Linked DNA regions of Oryctolagus cuniculus: region 2 is linked to region 1. Evidence: chromatin contacts called from public Micro-C data. All regions are on one chromosome and are shown on one strand. Each heading gives the region's core, a stretch centred on a gene start, on an enhancer-like site or on the middle of the called end of the contact. The rest is flanking DNA. Distances are from core to core; before and after follow the strand shown. Region 1 overlaps PI16 (peptidase inhibitor 16). Region 2 holds the start of PPIL1 (peptidylprolyl isomerase like 1).

The links. A called contact is a pair of places that touch in the nucleus more often than the background predicts.
Region 2: a contact with region 1 is called in a Micro-C map of ear pinna, with 2.6 times the contacts expected there. The contact joins the promoter of PPIL1 here to the enhancer-like site in region 1. A contact is called at or near these places in 2 of 6 Hi-C or Micro-C datasets (ear pinna and an unstated tissue).

The regions. Positions count from the first base shown.
Region 1 is chr5:132,659,393-132,663,702 of mOryCun1.1, forward strand. PI16 (peptidase inhibitor 16) reads right to left here. Exons shown (of 6, transcript XM_051854798.2): 2 at 4,024-4,245; 3 at 2,345-2,454; 4 at 2,055-2,143; 5 at 904-1,539; 6 at 1-697. The coding sequence ends at 588. Among named protein-coding and RNA genes, the nearest start is that of PI16, 5.8 kb to the right of the region's middle. Within about 2 kb of position 1,904, at least 8 of the 8 cell types and tissues checked have an H3K27ac peak or open chromatin away from gene starts, as enhancers often do. A contact at or near this core is called in ear pinna, where this site is marked.
Region 2 is chr5:132,736,023-132,740,172 of mOryCun1.1, forward strand. It overlaps PPIL1 (peptidylprolyl isomerase like 1), which reads left to right and starts at 1,258. Exons shown (of 4, transcript XM_070074141.1): 1 at 1,258-1,378.

The sequences.
Region 1 (4,310 bases), core at 654-3,153:
GCAGGGGGCTCCCCAGGTCCCTGCCACCCTCCAGCCCCCACGGCAGGTGGGAGGGGCCTGCTGGGCCATGGTCAGCCCGGGCGGCCAGGTCTGGCGCCTCCAGGACACCGTGGAAGAGGCACATGTCTTGCGGCCTTTCCCTCCCAGAGACCCTTTGGCCAAGAAGCCTCTTGTGTGGGGACATGGCAGGAGGGCAGCTGGCCTCTTCATTCTGGGGGAGGCAGGAGGCACTTCTGGGACAGCCCTGGACTCAGATGGCTTGAGGGAGAGGCCAGGGAGACTGGGATAGACCAAGGGTCCGGTCCCCAGGGAAGCCCCGGATGCTCTGGCTCCAGGAGAGCGCGCAGGCCCGTGAGTCCACAGGAGCACCGCGCGGCACAATCTGCAGCCGGCCACAGCAGGCTCCCTGGGGGCACGGGCACCACTCCCGGGGCTGGCCTGGAAGCTGGCCGGAAGCTGGGGCGAGGGGCGACTGCTGGGCCACAGAGCAGGACCTGCCCAGGAAGCTGTGGCCTCTGCCTTGGAGAAAGACAATCGGCATGGGCGTGAGGCCTCCCAGCAGGCCTTGCCTCTGAGTGGTGTCCCCTTCAGAAAATCACAGCCAAGACCAGGAGAGGCAGCAGCAGCAGCGGCTGGAGAGGGCCCCACACGTGACCCCAGCTCATCTCCATGCCAGGCTCCTCAGGGCCTTGTGCACCTGTGGGAAGGAAGCGGCTTTGCCTCAGCCGGCTGACAGCTGTGCCTGACCTCCCACCCACCACACCATGCAAGGGGTGGGGGCGGCAGCCAGGGCAGAAGCTCCCACTCGGAGAGTGCATGCCCCACATGCCGCTGGGGGCAGGATGCTGACAACGACAGTGTAGCGCCAGGCGAGGAGGGGGGCACAGACGCTACCGGCCTTACCTGGCAAGGATGCCTGCAGGGCCAGGGTACGCCCACCGGTGGCGTTAGCGATGACAGAGGCATTGGGGACACTGGACAGGGACTTGGAGGAGGTGTGCCCCGAGTGGTCCAGTGTGGCCTGCAGCTCACCTGGCTTGTCTTGGGCTGGAGAAACTGAGGCCAAGACCTCACGGGAAGGAGGCGACTGGGCCTCAGGCTCTGCCTCGTCCTGGGCCTGGGGCAGAGGCTTGCTTGTCCCTGTCAGGGACACGCTGGGGTACGGAGAGCTCTGTGGGCTCAGGGAGGGTGTGCTGGTGTCGCTGGCCACTGCGTGCATCGACTGGGGGCTGGGAGCCTGGGTCGTGCCGGGGAAGGTGACCGGCCCCTCCTCCAAGGAGGGCAGGCTGTGAGTTGCTGGAAAGTGAGGGACCTTGGTTGCTATGGTAGGCGCGGCCTGGGTTGTCGTGGTTGCTAAGGAAGATGGGGCCTTGGTGTGTGCAACAGGCAGAGCCTCGGTGGCCGGCGAGCCTGCGACCTCCGCGGCCGGGGAAGGGGTACCCGTTTTCCCAGCGCCCGAGGCTCCGGTTGCCGGGCTGGATGCGGCCTCAGTGACCGAGTCAGGCAAATCCTGAGCCTCCTCCGGGCCTCTGATGGGTTCTGATAAGATAGACAAGGCCCGGTGTTAGGGCTGCAAGGGGGACCCTCACGGCCCTCCCTCACTGCGGCCAAGGCGAGGCGATCCAGGGTCCTACCGGGACACCCAAAACCGCACGCACACCTGCGGCGCCGCGTCCCTCACCGCCATTAAATGTTACTACCGGCCACTGCTGAACCCACGGCCTCCGCCAGCACTCGCTGGGCGCGCACCTCGAACCTCCACTTCCTCGGGTCTGCGCCGGCCGAATTCCCGCGCCTAATTCGCCCACCGCACTCGGGCCCCGCCCACCCAGGCCCCGCCCGCCGCAGCTCTGGCCCCGCCCACAAGGCAGGCCCGCGCCGGCTCTTCACGGAGCTCGCCACCGAGATTCGGTCCCTTGGGACTGGCGGGCGCCTGCGCGGCTGCGCGAAGAGGGCGGGGCGAGCCACCGAGGGCCCCCCTCCCGCGCAGGCGCAGAGCCCGCAGCTGCGCAGGGTCGCGCTTCCCCCGGAGCCCAGCCCGGCCCCCGACTCACCGCAGAGGGAGTCCTCGCAGCGGTAGCCGGAGGGACATTGGGAGCACGGGGGTCCCTCCTGGTAGGGCCTTTTCCCCTTCACGTTGCCTCTGCAGGGGGCGAGGAGAACACTGGTGAGGGGACCCAGGCGCTCCCCGCCGCCATCCGCTTGTCCCCTAGTCACAGAGTGCCCTGCGTCGGGTGCCCTCCCAGCTCCCAGCCGGTAGAGGACCCTCTTCCTGAGGCTGTGCCTGACTCGGCCCTCCGCGGGCTCTGCCCCCACCAGCACCCGCACCCGCACCCGCACTCACGGAGGCTCGTAGTTGCACACCAGTAGTTGGATGTTGGTCTCCTCAACGCCCTGGAGCTTCTCACAGAAGTGGGAGCCGCAGCCAATCCTCTCTGACTTAGACCAGACCACCTGAAGGAGAGCACGGCCAGAGCTCAGCCCCGTCCGGGGGGCACCGTCCCTGCCCGCTGCCCCTCTGCACCAGCCTTCTGAGCGGTGTCTCTCCCCTGCCAGCCACACGTTCCATTTCACTGGGCGTCTTTCCCCCAGCTTCAGAGCCCCGGCACTGCGTGTGAACCATGGGGTACATTCAAAGGAATGCATCCCAAACGACAGAGTCATGGACATCAGCAACAAGAAAAAACCCTGGGGAGGGAACAGGGGGAGCCGTTTTGAAAGGGGGGGGACTTCCTCTGGATCACAAGTGGGCAGGGGTCTGCTCTCCCTGTGAGTTCTGTTCAAGTCTAAAACATAAAATATCATCCTTACAGCCGTGAGGGTGAGACCCAGCAGCCTCTGCTTGCTATCTCGTTCTGCTTGCATCAGCAGTCTCCCGGGTCCCAGGCGGAATGACCCCAGCTGGTGACCCGAGAGAGAGCCAGGCAGAGCTGAGAGGACTCACGCTGGGCATAGACAGCAGTCCCCGGGGAGCGAGTCCCTGCCGACAGGGTGACGGGTGGGAAGGGGACAGGGAGGGCACTTCGGCCTCGCAACTTCCGGACCTGGGTGGGTGCTGTGTTGATTTCCTTCCCTAAAGATTACGGTTAAAAATAGCACCCGGCAGAGGCACAGAAAAATGGAATTGGTGGATGTGGGTGGGAAGATGGTTTCTTTTTTCTTTTGTTTGTCATGTTTTGGTTCAGACAAGACGTGAGCCCTGGGAGACCAAGCATTCAATCACACACTTGTTCAGTCTCCTACACACAGCCACCCCTTATCTGAGGCAACCACGCGGTGTGTGAACGTGGGCCAGACCCTAGGCACGAGTGGATGAGCTAAGAGCAGTAGGTCAGTGCTGGTTTCCTCCTCGTGCTGCTCACGTGTGCTGGGCAGGAGAATGCCCTTGTTTGTAGTGGGCACGGGAGCATTATGTTGGCAATTTACTCCCAACTGTGTTCGGAAAAATGTTGTTTGTACTATTATTGTTGCAACCCCTTAGAAAGTTTGGAATAATTTCCAAATAAAAAGTTATGTTTAAACAAGTATACTGACGTTTCTTATTAACTTGTTTTTGCTATCTTGTTTTTTAAAAATTCAGACTTTCAAAATGCAGCGAGCAGCCAGACATAAGCAACAACAACCACAAAAAATAGTGAAAGGCAGGAAATGCTGCCAGAAGTTTCCTCGAAACCTTTATTCAGTGACAATTTGTTCTTTTAAAAAAGCAAATAAAAATCAGACAAACAAAATCACCTATTTGCTTTACCAGTCCCTGGCAGTAAATCAGACGGCAGAAAGTCACCGTGAGCTCAGCAGGAAGAGGGAAGGTGGCAACCCAGCCAAACTAGGCCAGGGCACAGGGCTGCGGCGAGCCTGGTGCCGGGAGTGTCCGGGACACGCAGCCTGGGCCGCCTCAGTGCCAGGAGGCCGGGGTGACATGCAAACGGTGCGGGGTGGGGGGGGGTCAAGGAGAGAAGATGCTCCCGGGTCGGCGAGGCAGGCCCCGCCCCGCCACGAGGCCCCGCCCCGCCGAGCGCGCACCTGCGTGTAGTGGCCGCACATCTGGTCCCGGGCGCAGGTGGCGGCGCTGAGGTTGTAGTGCTCGCGCTCGTGGTGCCACTCCTCCATGGCCAGCGGCACGTCCACGACCTCGTCCGTGATGGCGAACAGGTTCTCGCCGCGCCGCCCGCGCTCCTTGTTGTGGCCCCACACGCACTTCTGGGCGTAGGCCTTGGCGAAGGCGGCCAGCTCCTCGTCCCATCTCTGCGGGGCAGGCGCGGGAAGGAGGTGAGGCTGAGGGGGCCTGCGGGTTTCTGGAGGTCCCAAAC
Region 2 (4,150 bases), core at 8-2,507, 76 kb after region 1:
GGAGCGGCAGGTTAAGACACTGCTTGGGATGCCCCATCAGCGTGTCTGGGATGGAGCCCCCGCTGTTCTGCTCATGATCCAGCTTCCTGCTAATGTGCCGGGGAAGGCAATAGGTGATGGCCCAAATGCATGGGACCCTGCCCCACTTGTGAGATTCAAGGATGGAGGTCCTGGTTCCTGGTTTTAGCCACAAACTAACTGTTGTGGGCATTTAGGGAGTGAATAAATGGATGGAAGATTCTCTCTCTCTCTCTCTCTCTCTCTCTCTCTGTCACTCTGCCCTTCAAATAAATAAATATATTTTTTTAAAAGATCTGAAACAGTAGTGGGAATGGAAAGGAAGGAATTCAATTTGGGGATGTTTGGAAAAAATAATGCACAGATCTTGGCGACAAGTCACTTATAGGGAGGAGAGGGAAATGGAATGATCCTAATGATCCTCAGGTTTCTAGCCTGGAAAATGACAATTCTAAAAAAGAATTAAAAATTTTTTAAAAGATTTATTTATTTATTTGAAAGGCAGAGCTATAGAGAAAGGAGAAACAGAGAGAGATCTTCCATCTGCTGGTTCACTACCCAAGTGTCTACACTGGTTAGGGCTGAGCCAGGCTGTAGCCAGGAGCCAGGAACTTCATCTGGGTCTCCCACACAGGTGGCAATGGCACAAGTACTTGAGCCATCCTCTGCTGCTTTCCCAGGATGGTAGCAGGGGCCTGGATCGGGAGTGGAGCAGCCAGGACGTGAACCAGCACCCACATGGGATGCCAGCATTAGGCAGTGGCTTTACCTGCCATACCACAATGCCAGTGTTTGTAATTTTATTTTTAATACAGGATATTTACTTGGAAGACACACCCAGCACTGACACAGGATAAGTGAAGTAAATACAAGTTGCTGTTACTTCAAGGTGAAGGATCAGTTAGAACTCAGCAAGGCAATCCAGACCTCTTCTCAACTCCTTCCTCTCATTACCGACACCCTGTGGTTTGCTTGGGGACAAAAATGCCAACAACAATACCAGCCACAAAGCCTCTTGAGGCAGGACTTTGGAAATAAGCAAACATCATCTTACAGTTTCATAAAACTCCAACACACCCATCACGTGCCCTATACCTCTCAAGTCGGGAACTCGTAAGGTCCAGGGAAAAGCAACTCACAAAACAACAGACTTTCCCACTCAGCTCAAAGGGCACAAGGTGGACACGAATGCAAGACTGCAGGAGAAGTAAAGTTTTTATACTCTATCAGCACAGCACTCATCAGGACAAAATTCAGTTCTTGTGGCACAGTGGGTTTAGCCACTGCATCAGGGTGCCCTCTGGCAAGGAGCTCTTCATTTTGTGCGGAAAGCCGGTACACCTGTATTTCCACTTGACAGGTAAGGACATTCAGACTGAGCGGTTAAGAGCACAGCTCAGCAACTGTGGTTCTTAAAGCAAGCAATTTAATCTCTGTAAAGCTCGCTTTTCTAAAAGTAAAAGGGGGAAAGCAATATCCACCTTGTGGGGTTTTGAAAAGCAAGCACGCAAAGACATGATCATGTTTAGCTTGCTGCCAAGCCAGCATTACTAAGTGTGCAGAAGTTTATTTATCCTGTTTCACTCCTGTCTTCCCTCCAAGCCTCCTCACAGCTCCTGTCATTGGCTTCTCGTTTTTGGCCCTCAGCAAACCCTCCCAAGTTTGGGGCACCGTCTGCCCTAACCAGTTATTTTAGGCCTCGTTCCTGCTCCGAGCCTTCTGACTGGTGGTCTCCCGTCTTTGTCTTTCTCTTTCCTTAGTTCTCATTTTCTGCCCAGCCTTTCCCTCGCTATTCTCCCCAGGCTCCTGGCTTGAGTCTGGAGGCTCAGATCCGCTAATAGTCATTTAGCTGCAGGGTCTCAGTTTTCACATCTGAAATGGGAATATTATTATCTCCTGTATGGGATTTTGCGGAGTGGAGGAGATAAGAGGGCGCAGGCGCCGTGTAGATCATACATCGCCTCAGGAAAGTTCTCGGCCGGCGGCTCAGCTCCACTCCCTTTTATTCTCTTCCGCCCTTTCCAGTCCGGGACCATTGTGGAATTAAGAGATTTTTTTGAATTGAATGTTAGGGCATCTCCCCAATCGAGTGCAGAGCTGTTGGTTGTTCCCGCCTTCCACGACTAAACGAGCCAATCAGATCGCTGGGAGGTTGGCGAGGTACCGCCCCTTGGCGCCCACCTTTAATAGAACTTGAACTTTTCGCCGTCCCTGCAACCAGCCTCGTCTTGCCCCGCATCCCAGCTTCAGGCCCCAGGAGGGTGCTTCCTTTTCCTCGTCCCTGTTCCCCAAATCCTGGTATCAAACGGGTTGGACGGCGGCAACCGGAAGTGTGCACCAACGTGTCGGGTCCCCCTCGAAAAGACACCGGAAGTAATCGTTGGTAGAGAAGGATTCCGCCAGCCTCGCCATGGCGGCGATTCCCCCAGACTCCTGGCAGCCGCCCAACGTTTACTTGGAGACCAGGTGAGGGGCGGCTGGTCCCTGGGGCTGGGCTGGCGGAGGCGACACGGAGCGCGGGTCTCGCCACGGGGCGCGCTGTTCGAGAATGCGGCCTCGTGGGGCGCGGCCGTGAGGGCCCCCTGAGGGCTGCCCCGCCGCCCGCGTCCGAGCCCCGCACCGACTGGCGCGGGGGTCTCACAGACAGCTGCCCGATGTCCTCCTCCCTTTACTCCATTCCTTGCTTCGTCCGTCCGTTCATTCATTCATTCATTCATTCAGCCGGCGTAGGCGCCCGCACGCCAGCCACGCCGAATCTGGAGTCTGGGGATACAGAGCTGGGTAGCATACAGGTCTCTGCTTTAAACGCAGGCGCCGTCACGTGTAGTGGTGTTATTTCTTCTCCTCCCCTCCGATTTCGGCAGCCTTGGTGCCAGAACTGACCGATTCCATGGCTTGAGCAGAGCCACGCAGCTAACGGCTGAGGGGGACCTTGTTTGACTCCTTGGTCAGTCGGCCTCGCGGGCTCCGGTCTTCAGCCGCATGCATTCCCCTTGCCCCTTTGGGAAAACTCAGAGTGCTCTTTCCAAAGTGGAGCCCGGGATCCTGCTCGGAAACCTTCAATCACTTCCTGCTGCGCTAACAGTGTGAAGTGAAAACCTAGCATGGCCCGCAAGCTGCTTCCCGCGTGTTCGCTCCGTGCCTGCAGTTCCCGCAGCCGCCGCCAGGGGCCAGCCCAGGCCTCCCTGCCTGTTTCTCCGTCGGGTCCCCTGTATTTGCTCCCTGGCCGGATTCTACCTCAGGCCCCGACCTGTCGGCTGGGAACTCCCTTGTTAGTATTTTTTTTATTAAAAAATAAATTGAAATTTACAGCGAAGCTGTGGAAAAGTATGTAGAGGAAGAAGTGAAAGTTACCTCTCTTTGAACGCACTGTTTGAACAAGTTTGTCAGATGCCCGTCTGGGTCTTTCTAGTTCGTATTTTGCTCATTTCCTCTTTCAAGGACATTTAAAATTGCATCTCCATTTTTTTTGTGCTTTGAAAGCACTGAAATGAACATCCTTGTATGTTGTATCCTTCGGCACTTTGCTACCTGTCCTTAGCGAATAGATACTTAGAAGTTGAAGTTGCTGAGATGTGCACATTTCAGAACTGTAGCAGAGCTTCCTGATTGTCATTCCCAAAGGTTATTTCCACTGTTTAAAAAAATAACTGAGCCGGTGCTGTGGGGTAGTAAGTTCAAGTCCCAGCTGCTCCACCTCAGATCCAGCTCCCTGCTAATGCACCTGGGAAAGCAGAAGATGGCCCAAGTGCTTGGGCCCCCATACCCACATGGGAGACGCGGAGGAGGCTCCTGGCTTGGGACAGGCCCGGCTCCGGCTGTTGCAACCATCTGAGGAGTGAACCAGAGCATCAAAGATCTCTGTTTCTCCCTCTCTCTCTGTAACTCTTTTTTTTTTTAATGCCTTTTTCATCTTTTTTATTTTTAAAGATTTATTTATTGACTTGAAAGGCAGAGTTACAGTGAGCGGTCCTCCATCTGCTTGTTTACTCCCCAGATAGCTGCAGTGGCCGGAGCTGCGCCGATCCAAAGCCAGGAGCCAGGATCTTCTTCCGGGTCTCCCACGCAGGTGCAGGGGCCCAAGGACTTGGGCCATCTTCTACTGCTTTCCCAGACCATAGCAGAGAGCTGG